Linked DNA regions of Sus scrofa: region 2 is linked to region 1. The links are chromatin contacts, called in public Hi-C maps. All regions are on one chromosome and are shown on one strand. The core of a region is the stretch at or near the end of the contact, and the rest is flanking DNA. Distances in the headings are between cores, read along the strand shown. Region 1 holds the start of ZNF217 (zinc finger protein 217). Region 2 holds the start of PFDN4 (prefoldin subunit 4).

Evidence for each region. A called contact is a pair of places that touch in the nucleus more often than the background predicts.
Region 2: a contact with region 1 is called in a Hi-C map of embryonic fibroblasts, with 4 times the contacts expected there. The contact joins the promoter of PFDN4 here to the promoter of ZNF217 in region 1. A contact is called at or near these places in 2 of 5 promoter capture datasets (fetal liver and liver), 4 of 47 Hi-C or Micro-C datasets (embryonic fibroblasts, epiblast stem cells, fibroblasts and 1 more) and 1 of 2 datasets of contacts at active chromatin or transcription factors (alveolar macrophages).

The regions. Positions count from the first base shown.
Region 1 is chr17:54,627,242-54,634,564 of Sscrofa11.1, forward strand. ZNF217 (zinc finger protein 217) reads right to left here and starts at 4,514. Exons shown (of 6, transcript NM_001123217.1): 1 at 4,310-4,514.
Region 2 is chr17:55,151,690-55,159,062 of Sscrofa11.1, forward strand. PFDN4 (prefoldin subunit 4) reads left to right here and starts at 4,083. Exons shown (of 4, transcript NM_001123160.1): 1 at 4,083-4,320. The coding sequence starts at 4,297.

The DNA.
Region 1 (7,323 bases), core at 3,264-5,763:
CACATATGCTGTAACTAAACCCTCCACTATTCAGAATATTTAATATGATTGGGATTCCTTTAATTCCACTTCGGGACTGTCCTGTTAAATACCATCCAGGTTTTTTGTTTTGTAGCACACCTTAGCAACGTGAGAGCTACTCTGTGTATTCCAAATGAAGACATTTATCTTACAATCTCATTACATTTATCTTCTGCTATTGGAATGAATACGCATCAGTTTATCCAATTGTCCCAGGTGTTTCATTCCTACTGCATAATTCTGAAGCTTGAAAATATATAGCCATTGTTCAGTTCTTTGACTTCATCTTTCCAATTCACCTATTAAACATACTGCTACATGATTAAACTGACCTAAGAAATTAGAAAGGAGCCACTGAAAACAAGTCATACCCAGCAACCTAAAACACCCTTACAGGCCATTAATGGCATCCTTGAGCTGGAGTGATCTGAACTGAAGAAAAAAAAAAAAATTTTTTTTTTTTTTTTTGGGCAAACAGAAACAAAGGTTCACGTAAAACATAAAAAAAGGCCCAATCATTTACAGTCCAAAGAGATGACATTCTATTTTCTTTTAACTAGTAGACTGGAAGCAGTCAAGAGTCATTAAAACTGCTTGAAAGTTCTTATCAACCAATATCATGTTTGCGACAACTGTGAGAAAAGAATGTAATTTCACAAAGTGGGAAAACAGTACATCTTTTGGGACCCCCGAGGCTCTAATCAAGCGTGTCAGAATTAAGAGTGCTCCGGGGTTGGGAAAGCAACCCTGCTGTGGCAAAAACATGCCATTTCATCATAAATGTTGTTAAAAGAGAGAGAAGTGATTAGCATTTATCTGAAATGAGGAGATAGAGGGACTCTGTCCTTGCCAGGCCATTATATTCCTTAATTATTTCATCCGTTTGTAAGTGACTTGATTGAGTCTTATGTTCAGATTTCCTCTTGAAAAGGACCACTGGAGGGGGCTTTTATGAAAACAGGAGCTGCTGATCCTCCCTCAAGTTCCACTGCCAAAAATGGAGGCTCCCTAAGAGAAGGCAGACCTACCTCCACCTCAAACCTTCCCAGGCAGACTCAATGTCTCCACCCCTCCTTCTTCCTCCCATACTGGGGGGGGGGGGGAATCAAGCTGTTATCTAAATCAATTCTTCAGGGTGAAGGGGGAAATATCTTCTACACGTTTTATCTAAGGGGAGCACTAGTTCCTTTTTTTGATTAAGAAGTGAAAGGGAATAATATGAACCCAAGACAACTACTAAACTTCGATCTTACAAGTTATTAAAAACACAGCAAAGGTCAAACTGCAGTGCTAAGACGGTGCTGGGAAGATAAAAGGACTGAAAAGTTGGACACGAAAGAAAAGTATGTGTCCTTTACCTAGAAAAGGCATGATCTCTCTACTTCCTCCTCCAGCATGCAAATCAATGTGCAATTCTAAAGGAGCGGCCTCCCTCCTCAGCCAAATAATTAAAATTCCAAACAATCAGATTATTAACCCTATTCTACCAAACCAGCTAAATGAATGATAAATTTGGCTTGCAGCTACTGACAACCAAAAACTTTTAAATAAGTCATTGCCTCTTGAATTGAATACTTAAATATAACTGACTTAAAATGGCAGCAGTTTGGGGTGGGGGGGGTCCTCTCTGACTAAAACACCAGGATTACACACACACGCACACGCACACACACACAACTACAGTCTTTAGAATCCTAAACAAAACAGTATCTAAAATAAACAGGACTTCTCAGAAAAAGTAATCTACCATTAAGGACACACCTTAAAAGTTCTTAGCACACATTAACTAAGCAAGCACAAACTAGTGGTTAGACTGTTATATTTTTCAGACAAAAAGCAATTAGGTTATTATTCTGTTCTTGTCACTTCTCTACTAAAGGCTTTTTAGAAAATCTAGATCTATTACTCATTCTCAAAGTATTACAAAATCCAGCATTTTAAGTCTTATTGGTTATCAATCAAGGCAGTCCCTCCATTCCGGGGGGGGGGGGGGGAGAGAAAAAGTACAGTAAAGAACATTTTAAATGTACTTCTTGACACATACAAAAGAGAAGGTGAAAGGCCTCCTCAAGACCCCTACCTAGTGGCCAGGCCCGGCCGGCAGCTGCTGTTACCCTGCCTTTTCTTTTGTTGAGCTTAATCTCATGTCAACTCATTCAACCAACTCAAAAGCGATGAAGACATAATTGAATCAACCTGAACTAAATCAGACCTAGGCTTCTTAAAATATACAGCTTAATGGTTCCCAACAATCTAGAAAACCAGGAAACCAGCTAGTATACACGGTGGTCAATAACACAGGATCCCAGACGGGCCAAAGAACCACCGTACCCGCCATACCTTTAATACACGTTAAGGAATGTTCAAGCTCAACGCTCCAAGCCCTATAGGCTGATCCAGAAAGATAAACTGAGGCTCAAGGAATTTCAAAGGGGAACAACACTCCAAGGCCTTAAAAACTCTGAAGGGACTCTCCTTTTCTTGGGAGAAACAACAAGAGAAAAAAGAAAGTTTTCACTGCTCCAAGTGTGAACAGGCTACTTGGGGTCCCAGAAGTGGCCACTGGTGGCCCTTTCCTGCTCTCCTGACTACGCCTTGCGGGAAAACTACCCCCCCCCCCGCCCACCCCACCCCCACCCACCCGCCCAGGAATACGGCTTCCCGTCCTCGGTGGCCCTACCCCGAATCCTAAAATAAAGGTTCCCACTCGGGACCTGAACGTCCGTCCCGACCCCCTGGACGCAGGTAACGGCCGGTGCACCCCGCAGGCCAGGTCTGACCCCCTCGGGGCAGGACCGCCCCGGCCGCCACAAATCCAGCCTCCTGGAGCCCCCAGTAGCGCCCACCCCTCCTCCCATTCTGTGCGGCTCGCATTTTGAGGCCAAATCTAGAGTGAAGAGGGCTCTACATCTGAAACTGAGCGGTTTCGCCACTCAGCGCCTCCTGGCAGAAACTTCCCTTTTAAAAAAAAAAAAAAGAAAGAAAGAAACACTTTTAGGCTAACATTTCAATCCCTTCTGCCCCTTAGAGTTCCTAGCTCTGCTTCCAGCTGGCTTTGTGTCTCCCACTAGAATTGAGTGATTAAAGATAATTCTTAAAGCGTTTAAGGGCTATTTTTTTTAAAGTTTTCTCTTAAAAAAATCTTTTAAAATTAAAAAAAAAAAAAAAAACCTTATCACACACACACCCAGGAAACGCAGCCCGGTGCACCGCCTGCTCAGGGATGGGCAGAGGATCAGGACTCCCGGGGACGGATTTAGGGGAACCTGGGGGGCTGGCTGGGGTGCGCGTCGGGGTCCGCGGCGAGGCCAAGCCCCCTCCCTCGGCCCCTATAGACGCGCCCTCCGCCCGGCCCGTGCGGACGGTCCCGGCCATTGTTTGCGGGGGACGCCTGTTAGGACGCATTGTTTTGGCTGTTTCCAACTTGCCCGGGCCCCTCCCGGGCCATCGCAGGGGTCCCCGCGCCGGCCCGCTCCCTTCCGCCCGCCCCCCACGGCCGAGAGGGCAAACGCGGAGACCTGCCGGCGGAGCCACCCAACTTTTCAGGAACAGCCCCCCACCCAGCCACCCACGCAGCCCCCGGGCCCCCTCCGGCGGGCCCCTCTCTCCCGACCTAGGGAAGGGGGGGGGACTCCCCCGCCCCCAAGCCATCTTGACTGGTTCCATGAGTGAGTGTGATGGTCAAACACAGTACACACCGGGGGCTCGCCCGACACCTTCTCTCCGGTGGAAATGCTCAGAAGCCGGATGGGGAGGGGGCGCCCGAGAGGAGCCGAATAGAGAGTGGGGATGGGGGGGCGGGCGGGGCGGGCAGACAATCTGGGGAGGGGGGCGAGATAACGAGCACCGGAGACTCGAGGGCGGGCTCGGGGGACGCCGGAGGGGCGAGGGCGAGGCGCCCCCCAAGGCCCCGCGCGGGCGGGGGGGCGCGCCCCCTTTACCTGCGGCTCCGGCTCCTCGGCCATTTCCTCGCTCGGCGGCGGCCGGGACTGAACTGACACCACACGAGCGAGCCGAGGTTTGAATGAGGAGGGAGCAGGCGAGGAGGGGAGGGGGCGGGGAAGGCAGGAGGGAGGGGAGGCGACGGGGAGTTTCTCTCGGCCTTTTGTGCGGACACCTCCCGGATTCCGCGCCCGCACCGGCCCCCAAAAGAGGCAGGGGGCCACTGGGCGAGGGGCGAGGCTATCCCTCAGGGCGCCTCAGCGCCTCACTCCTTGAAGACCCCCCCAAAAGCAGCGCCCCCACCCCCACCCCACCCCCGCCCGGAAGATTTGGGGGCCGGGCTCACCTCGGGCGCGGGGCTAAGGTGAGCGGGGCGGGGGGTGCTCACGGGGGGCAAAGGCGCGGGCGCCCCCTACTCGTCCGCGCGGGGACAGTGCAGGCGCGGGGGGTCCCTAGAGCCGCCGGGGCGCGGCGCGTCCGGCGCAGGGGGACTGTTGGGTCAGAAAGTGCTCAGGGAGCAGCTGTTGCGCCCTCCCTCGGCCCGGCAGCTCGGAGACGCCCCGCCTCCTGCCTTCACCGGCCGCCCCGCCCTCGGGCCCGCCCCTCACCCACGTGATCTGCGCAGGCGCGCCCCTGCCCCGCCCACCGCCGAGGACTCCGCCTCCGGAACGCGGGCGAGCCGAGGAGCGCGCGCACTCCCTGTTCTCGCCCTGCGACTCCCGCGCACGCGCGCGCCTTTCACCGCCCCTACACCCCCGCCTCCCGCCATCCGGCTTAACGTGGCCGGCGCGCGCCCGGCAGTTCCAGTGACAGGTATGCGGGGAGGGGGCCCACGAAGGCAGTGCGCAGGCGCAGTTCCAGGCCTCTGCCTCTCCGCTTCCCCCTCCCTTGCAAGGTGTGCCCGGGCGAGGGGAGGGGCTGGTTGCCCGAACTCCTGGGTCATCCGGTATTACTAATAGGCGAAAAGCGTTTACACTTATTTGGGTAGGTGAGGAGACAGCTGTGCACAAACAATATTTTTTCGGATTTTCTTCAAGCATGAGAAAGGTCGATGAATAAAGATGATTAAAATATTTTTAAATTAGTATCTTCATTAAGGCATCCTTTAATGCCTGGTTGCTGGTTTTCTAAAAGGGCAGGGCTTGCGCTGCTGTAAAAACTTGAGATTTCTAAACTTGGCCTAGGTTCCAGGAATCCACTTGGCTTTGATAGAAATCCACGTGGATGAAACCAGGCTTTAAACTAGGGACAAAAACAACAACAAAAACTAGCTTTTCCCCTCTTCACGTAAAGCGTTTCCCAGCCATTTTTTTATTTGCTCACGAAAAAAGAAAAAGTTATGATTCCGAAGGCCAGTGATATTACCCCATTTAAATAAGCCCCTAGGAGGAACCACAGAAGTAACAGTCACATCCACCAAATTCTCTGTCCCAAGATACAAACACAAAAGGGAGCTATGCAAGTCACCACAAACAAAATAGCGAAGTTTTTTGGGTTCTTTGTTTTTCTTTTTTTTTTTTTTTGTATTGGCCTTCAGTGTATCCAAAAGGGGAAATCTTAAAATATATCAAGACAGGCACTTAAAGCATATATTTTAATAAGTCGGGACCCAAAAAAGCCCTACATAAATGCTCTGCTGGTGAGCAATGCAATCCTTAATAAATAAGAAATGGAGTTTAGGGGACAGTTTCTTAGCAAAGGGGAAGAATTTGCCAAGTGTGATGTTTTTGCTGTCATTTTATGTATAACTCCTAACCCCACATATGGTCTGGTTAGTCTTTGTTAAAAAGGAAGCACACCAACTACTTCTCACCATTAATTAGCAGGGCCAGAAGTAGACTCTTAGGCCAGAACTCTTTTTTTTTTCCACTCAAGTATACTAATATTGATCGTTTCTAGTACCAGAGTTCTTTTCTCAGGGAAGATGAACATCTTTCTTTAATATATTTTTTAAAGCCTTATCAATAGTCACAGCCCAAAAACAGTCCAAAGACACACTCTTCCTCAACAAGAAACTTCATTTAACTTATCGAAACAAATGACTTCTGGCATTGCTGTAAAACAAAGAAACTATGAACAAGTGAAACCAAATTGAGTCTTCACTTAGTGCAGCCTCACTCTACATGTTAATGGATAACCTTTGAACTCTGAAACCTTGAATGCTGTAAACACAATAGCACCGATAGTTAAAAATCCTAGTGTCAAAAATAGAGCAAAAAGAACAGTCCAAACTTTTCAGTAGAAATAGGGAAACAATCAAATGTTTTGACAAATAATCGTTTCACTAAGAACAATGAGGCTCCTGGTTCTCAGACCTTGTTGCTACTGAATTATTTTCTGAGCAAAAAAGGGGGGGGGTGCTTTTCCCTATGCCTTCACAGAGCTACCACTTTGTGAGCATAATAGCATCCTATGGTTTGTTAGTAACTGTTTCTCCTCTCTTCTCTGCCACCCGCCCCCCCCCCCCGCGCGCCCAGCAAAAACAAACAAAAACAAAAACAAAACAAAACAAACACATTATGTTGTAGCTTTTAAAATTGAAAGATAATTGTATGAATTGATCTATCTGCTAAGAGTTTTATAGGCGATCCTTATGTTTGAGCAAAGAATTACAAAGAACCTTATTCCTGGAGACGTGCCAACAAAACTGGGAAGTCGTTGCAAAATTCTGCCAGTGGCTGAGTCCTGGGTTGCAAACACAAACTGTGTTTTTAAATGGACGTAGAGTGATCTGAATGCGCGGTTCGGGCGTCTGTGCGACACATTCGCCTCTTAGAAGGTGGAGACTCACACTTAAGATTTATTTGGAAAGTATGTCTAGTTAAAACAACTAAGAATGGAAACTCCAAAAGCAACAGGAGGACACTAGGAGCATTTGGTTTCGTAGTAAAGCTAAGAACTCGTTAGTATGAAATGAAAATCGAACGTTGATCTCCATATACTTAGCTCCGCCCTCGCGTAATCCTGTTTTGCCATCGCCCCCCCCCCCACGTCTCCCCTCCCCCCGCCCCCATCTAGACTATCTCTAGAGTCAGGTGCTGCTGAGACGCAGGCAACACAAACAATGGAACTAGAAATGTCCCTTCAAGTGGGAGCTGATGCTCTGCACACGTTATCCGGGGAGAGGACGAAAGACCCCACTTCATCGCTTTGTAATGCAACAAACATCAGCTACACCTCATATTTCACAATTATCCAAACAGACCGGCCCTCCTTAAGATATGTTACCCAGTGTATGCTTATAAAATCGCGCCATTGGCTCTGATTTAATCCTAGTGATAGGAGACCTCTGCCTTTAGCTAACTTCTAATTTTCTCCCCAGCTCCTGCCTGCCACTGCAGTCTCAGATCTAATAACAAA
Region 2 (7,373 bases), core at 2,833-5,332, 520 kb after region 1:
GTAACGGGGCGGGGCGGGGGGCTCCTCTCTGCTCTCACGCCTCTTGCCTCTCCCCCCGTCCCCCGTGGGCGGGTGATCCCATTAAGACATCCCTTTGATGTCTTTGAATCGGAGGCCTGGCACAGGAGTTGCTGGGTTTGGAGGGCTCTCCTGCGCATATTGCTATGAAATGAGCTCATGATCGCTTGTGACAGAATCTAAATTCAGCTGAGGCTTGTCTGGACAATTTCGTAGCTTTCCTGTCAGTTCAAATAAGAATCCACCCCCTCCCCACTCCCCACCCCAACATCCTGGCCATTTCTATCCTTGTGTCTTGCTCATGGAGTTTTCATACTGATAGTTAGAGTCTTTTATTATTATTTTACATGTTCCTGTTATAGCGGTGAAAACCACATATTAGTAACACTTACCTTCTAACATACTGAGTAATACAGTTATATATTTTGAGTATAGTCTTCTCGCATCACTAGCATGTAAGCTGCACAAGAACGGGGAATTTTGTCTGTTTTTTCAGTTCTGTAGCCCTCCTGCCTAGCACCCGCCCTTCCTGATGGAGTCAACAGGCGTGGGTTCCAGAAGCTTTATCAGGACACAAACCCTTCCTCCCAGGACCCCTCAGTGCTGGTCTTGAGGCGGCAGCTCCAGGTGCTCTGACTTGGGGGATGTCAGGTGCGCTCTCTGAGGCGAAGCCCCTTGGATAATGCACCTTGCTGTTTTTTGCAATAGCATCTAGCATGGAACGGATCTCTAACAAATGCACACACAACCCTCCTCATTTAGATCTGTGAGAACAGAAGCCTGAGGGTGACCAAGTTTCTATACATGCAGGGCCTGACAGGTGACGCACACAGCTGGGGCAGGTGGGGACCTGTGGGGGCCCTGGAGACGGGCTGAGAGCTAAGTGGGCCGTGTCTCATCAGCACCAGCAGCTACCGGCCTGCAGGAATGCAGGCTGAAGGTCCCCAGGACACTGATTTTTACAAGCAAAATAAAAACTCTCATGCTGTTGAGTGACGTCTCCTAAATTTTGAATGTTGGTTCAATTTTTTAAAAATACTGTATGGATCAAAACCACCACCACCAAAAACAAAACAAACAACCCATGTCTTGTATCCAGTCAGTGGGCAGCCAGGCATAAGGGAGCCCATCCTTTAGTTCCTTGGGGATAGTATCTTCAGGTGCTTAGCAATGATTTTCCTTCCTGACCTGCAGTCTCCAATTGTTTGATTTGTTCCCCAGGCTCCTTCCTTCCTTCCTTCCTTCCTTCCCTCCCTCCTTCCTTCCTTCCTTCGGCACAGTCTCAAGCTGGAGGGAAAAAAAAAAAAAAAAAAAGAAAACAAAAGCAAAGCTTGGAAGTATTCAATATTAAGGAAAGAGAGGATGCTTAGTAGATTTCAAAGCCCTCCCCCCGCCCCTTTTTATAGGGAGGCACCTGCGGCATATGGAGGTTCCCAGGCTAGGGGTTGAATTGGAGCTGCAACTGCCAGTCTACACCTCAGCCTCAGCAACATGGGGTCTGAGCTGTGTCTGCAACCCACACCACAGCTCACAGCAACACTGGATCCTTCACCCATCGAGCGAAGCCAGGGATTGAACCCGAGTCCTCATGATACCTGTCGGGTTGGTTACTGCTGAGCCACAATGGGAACTCCCAAAGTCCTGCAGAACTGGTTTTACTGCAGGGAGAGAGATTAGCTCAAAGGACACTGTGGGCTGGGCAGCCAAGAAGGACGGGGGTGGCGGGAAAGGGAGTGAGAAGGAAGACTTCCAAAACCTGAGCGAGCCAGGTCAGCACCAAGGGTGCGGGGTCTGCCCACTGACCCTCAGTCTGGCTGAAAAGAGACTCTCCCATCGCTTAAGGCTCTGCCCAGCCCCAGGCTGACCCAGCCCTTGTGAACAGCCCCACTTGATGCCACAGAACTCCCAAGGGGAAGGTGCTGTTGGCGGCTGATCCAACAACCCTTCCTTCCTTCTTCCTTGTGTTTGGACGCCCAGCCCGGTGCTCTATTTCAGTGGCCTTATTTGCAGCCTGGAGGAATGAGTCATCTTTGTTTAATGTAATCACCAATGCTGTGGCTCTAGCCAATGATTGAGGCGGGTGATCGAGGCGGCTGCGAGGTGACCTAAAGGCCAGGGGATTGGGAGGTTCTGGGAAATGTGGTCCTTGAGAGAGGGAGAAAGCAAGAGAGAGAGAGAGAGAGATGGAGACAATGAGTTGTGATGCGGAAGTGGGGAGGTAAGAGAAAAGGGGCCCCTCCTCTCTCTGCCTTTGCACCTCGAGGATGACAAGGTGATGCCTGAGGAAGTAATAGCTGTCTTGTAAGGACCACGGGAAAGCCGAGGACTGACAGAAGATTCAGCCTGGAGCCATAACATCTGCTGTGGTCTGCAAGTTTGTGTCCCACTCTGGCCCCCAAATTCAGACCTTGGAATCCTACAATCCCCTGGGCTGTACTAGGAAGTGGGGTGTGTGGGAGGTGCCTAGTCAGGAAGGCGGAGCTTTCAAGAAAGAGATTAGTGCTTTTATAAAAGAGACACCAGAGGAGTTCCCTGGTGGCTCAGCAGGTTAAGGATCCAGCATTGTCACCGTTGTGGCTCTGGTTGCAGCTGTGGCGTGGGTTGGATGCCTGGCCGGAACTTCGGCAAATCGAGAGCAAAAGGAAAGGGGGGGAGGACACCAGAGAGCTCCCTGACCTCTCCTCCACATGAGGACCCAGGAAGAAGGCTGTGAACTAGGCAGACCGTCCTCCCCTGACCATAGGAGTATAGAAGCCTGAACTTAGGAAGACAGCCTTTTCGAGCTGCTGGTCCAGCCCAGGCCCCCTCTTCTGGCTTCAGAGACCCCTCCTTTCCTCTCCTTCCCCCTCCCCAGCCAGCATTTCCAAAGAGCCCCTCCGGGCCACCAACTTCTGCGCCTCTCTGTCTCAGCACCTCATTTATTTCCCCCTTCATGCACTTGGCACCATTCATAATGATTTTCACTTATTTGTTCTGTTTCCCCTTCACTCCCTCTGCAGGGCCTTTAAATTTTGCTAGTTTGTGAGCTTTTAAATGAATGAGGGTCATTGATGGAGCTCCCAATATGGACCAGATCCTGTGAAAAGATTTAATCCTGAAAAAAGGTCTTCATTCAACAAATACATATTGAGCTCCTGGGAGCTGGGCACAGGGAAGGCCTCATGCAAAGGGCTTGGAGTCTGGAGCTGGCACCCTGACAGAACAGGCAGCACCGCCGCGTGGGGCTAAGTGCTTTGGTAGGGAGGGCAGAGGGTGCTATATGGCCCTGTTAGCCCCACATCCCAAAGACAGAATTGGGACTTTGAGAAAGGAGACTTGTCTAGAACAATTCTCAAACCCCTACGGTCCTGGAGATTTCTTCACGGACTCTGAGGGCCTCCCTTCTCTAACTACATATCTGCGAGATCAGATTTTCTTCATCTATGTCAATTAAACGACATATTGCAAGAGATTGGATGCAGAAGTTGTGAGCATCTAAGCTTCCATTAGGCCAAACATTAGAGAGATTTGCAAAAATGTAAAACTATGCCCTTCTCAATTCCCAGCCCCCTTGGAAAATATGGTCATTTAAAAATGTCCCTTACACTAATGTGGAAAGGATTTTTATTATTTTAAACTAATAAAGGCATTGAAATTCTGTTTTAATTTCTAACATGATAAATATCGATGAATATAGGAAAGGGGTTCTTTGCGGGATCCTCAAAAATTTTTAAGAGTGTAGAGGGATCCTGAGGAAAAAAAAAAAAACAACAATTAAGAATTGGGTAGCACACGTTAGAATACACAGTAATTGCTGAATAATGCTGTTAAATAACTACTAGGAGTACTTCCTTCTTTGTACCATCTGAATTATCTGAGCAAGGATATGTCTTTAGCAAGGTCATTCGTTCTTAGCTTTTTTAGGGAGGTGGATTTCTTGTAAGGCTTGTGGAGTTGAAGGAAAGGAACTTCCCTTTTTTCCACTCGCTGCCGCGCCTTGCTCGGCGCCCCCTGCTGCCGGCTGCTGGAGCTGCGGCCGCTCGCCACACCCCCCCAGTTTCTGTCGGCCCACAGGGAGTCGCCCTTCCCTTTAATTGGCATGTACCAAGTATTTCCAGGTTACATGTCCTCCCCAAGTCCCAGACCTTAGGAATCACTGATCTGAGACCCAGTCGGAGGAATGTAGAGAACGCGTTGTATTTGGCGGGAGCCCTGGGCCGACGGGGAGCGAGGGAGGGCGCGGGGCCGAGGCGCACCTTGACGGACCCTCCCCGCCTCGCGCCGTAGTCCAGTCCCAAGATGGCGGCCACCATGAAGAAGGCGGTGAGTGGGGCGCTCGGGGTGCGGGATGCTCGGCCGGCCGGCGGGGCTCGGCCGCGGGGTGCTGGCCCCGGAGTGCTGGGGGTGCGCAGCTCTGAAGCACGGCGTGGGGCCCGGGGCCGAGGCTCCCGACCCTCAGGGCGGCTCCCGGGCGAGGCCTGCCCGCGCCCGGCGCCCAGGGGTGCTTTTGGGTCCCGGGCCGAGGTGGCCCGGGATCGGACCCTTGGAGGACTCCGGGCCGCCTCTGGCGGTGCTGAGGATGGCCCTGGAGAGTCTGGGGCTCCCGCCCCCCAGGCCTTGTCCTCGCGGTGTGGGAAGCCGAAGGGTCCGATGGACTGCGGTTGGCCGTAACGCTGGGCGCTGTACCTGGGTTATCGCGTTTAACCCTCACAAGTTCCCAAGGATGGGTGCTACTGGTACCCTCCTTTGGAAGCAACGATGCTGAGGCCCAGAGAGGTGGAGTCACCTGCCCAAGGTCACACAGCCGTAAGAAGCAGGGCAGGACCCCGCATCCCCGGGATCACTGGCCCAGGGCGCCTGAGCCACCGACCTCCACGCTCGATGCTCCTGCGCCTCCAGACTAAAACAAGTGTATGGAAGAGCGGCCGGCGGCCCAGAAGCCATCGGTTGACTATTTCTGATCCTTCCAGCAATTTAGCAAGGGCACGTTTTCTTCCCATCTTACAGCTGGAGAAACTTAAGACACAGAGCAGTTAGTGACTTCAGTGTGACTCAGCTAATAAGCAGAGCTGGGGTGCAAATTCAGGTTCGATTGTGTTTTTCCCAAAGCCCACCTTTTATTCTACTAAGCAAGCAGAACTCCTGAACACAGGTCAGTCCACCCAGATGCTTAGAGCTGTCTAGAGAAAAGGAAAATGGAATGGAGAGAGTCCGGAAATAGCATCTGGTGTTTCTGTGCAGGGCACTAAGCACATTGCAGTGCATTATTTATTCTAGTCTCACGCTCCTCTTAGGGCGATGCTGTTTTTAATCCTTATGTTACAGGTGAGGAAGTTCAAGAGGCAAGTTAGGATTTGAGTAAATAAACATGGGCGTTCTGCCTCCAGAGCCTGTGTTTTCAGCTTCCCTAGTGTCTGCTGGGAGGCCCCTGGCTGAAGGGATTTACTTTGTAGGTTTTGGGTGTGTTTCCTTTCGTTCCTCTGTAAGACCACGTGGGAACGTGCTTCCATGGCTTTTGTGCTTCACAGCACCTCGTAATCTAAGCCGCCTGATCTCGGTGTAGGGTGACCAGTCCATCCCAGTTTGTCTGAGATGGGGGGGGGGGCGTGCAAAAACTGGGGAAGCCCCAGGCAAACCAAGTCATGAGTTGTTGACCCTGCTGGTCTGTCCACCACAGAGTCTTAATTGAGTGCCAGATAGGGTTTAGGGCCAAGGTGCTTCAAACCAGTGTGAGACCTTGTGAGATTCACTTGGCTTGGATTCTGTATTTAACTTGGCCCCTCTGTTAGCCTTTAAGTCTGTGCAAGATACTAGTTGTGGTTCACCCTCAATTGACAGATGTAGACACTGAAGTCCAGAGAGATGAAGTAAACCTTGAGGAAGTGGTAGAGGAATGATTTGAACCCTGGGCCTGATGGCAAACTTTTTGATCACCCACATTTTTTCAGTCATTCAACAAACTTTTTGAGTATGTGCTGTGACACAGTCTCAGTTTTCTCTTTCTTTCTTTCTGTCTTTTCTTTCTTCCTTCCTTCCTTTCTTTCGGCTGCACCCATGGTATATGGAAGCACCCAGGCTAGGGTCAAATCAGAGGTGTAGCTGCTGGCCAGCGCCACAGCCACAGCCATGCCAGATCCGAGCTGTATCTGCAGCCTACACTGCAGCTTGCGTCTGTGCCGGATCCTTAATCCACCAAGTGAGGCCAGGGATCAAACCCACATCCTCACGGAAACCAAGTCAGGTTCTTAACCCACTGAGCCACAGTGGGAACTCCCTGTCTCCGTTTTAGGTGATGGAGCTGAGAATGGTGAGCAGGAATGAAGTTCTGATCTTCTCATAGCATTGGAGAACCTGTGCTGTTGGGGAGAGGCAGCTGTTACTCAGTAGTCCCACAGAGAACTACAAGTTGCAGGTCCAGCGAAGAGCAATGCAAGAAGGGCACGAGCGAGAGGGTGGAGTAAGGTCTGCTTGGGGAGCAGGGAAGGCTTTCCTGAGAAGGTGTGATCTCGTGAGAGCAAGAGAAGGTCGGAAAGGCGGTGAGACATTCTAGAAAGGGAGTACCTCTTACAGAGGCCCCGTGTGCATCAAATCAAAGCGTGACCAGAATGACAGAGAGCCGGCGGGGGGAGGTTGCACCAAGATGGTGAAAGAGCTTATAGAGGGGTCGGTGGCGGCCAAAACACACGAGTGTTTCCTCCTTTTCTCAGTAGGACGCACGTAAACATCTTGCAAAGGTGCCTGGGGTCGTGGACAGTGCCCGGTGGGTTAGCACACGGGCCTTTTCCTCTGCCTCATCTCAGAAGAAAGCAGAGGCGCGCCAGTGGCTGAGAGTGAAACATCACGGGGGTGGTAGCCCTTTGCAGGCGATGAAAATTGTTAGCGGCCTGGAGCGCTTTATCCTTACAACGCATGACCTCCCAACAGCTCCTGACATTTTCTGTTCGGGAGTGGAGGTGGTCCAGGGCCATCTCCAGAGTTCTGCTTTCTCAGGTCTAGTCCTTGGCCACGAGGGGAGCCACGGTCTGATTTCTCAGGGAAGCCGCCTTCGACCTTCCCCAGCTCTCAGGAACTTCCATCCACCCCCATCGCATTATCACCATCTACCAAACAACCTGGCTTTTTGCCGCCTCCTCTCCTGGATGTAAGCTCGCCAGTGTTCATGTGCCAGCCTCAGGGATACTTCTCTTCACAGTGCCTTGCATCTAGGACATGCTAACTCTTTTTTTTTGGTCTTTTTTATCTTTTTAGGGCCGCACCCATGGCATATGGAGGTTCCCAGGCTAGGGGTCCAATCGGAGCTGTAGCCACCAGCCCACGCCACAGATATAGCAACACCAGATCCGAGCCGCGTCTGCGACCTACACCACAGCTCATGG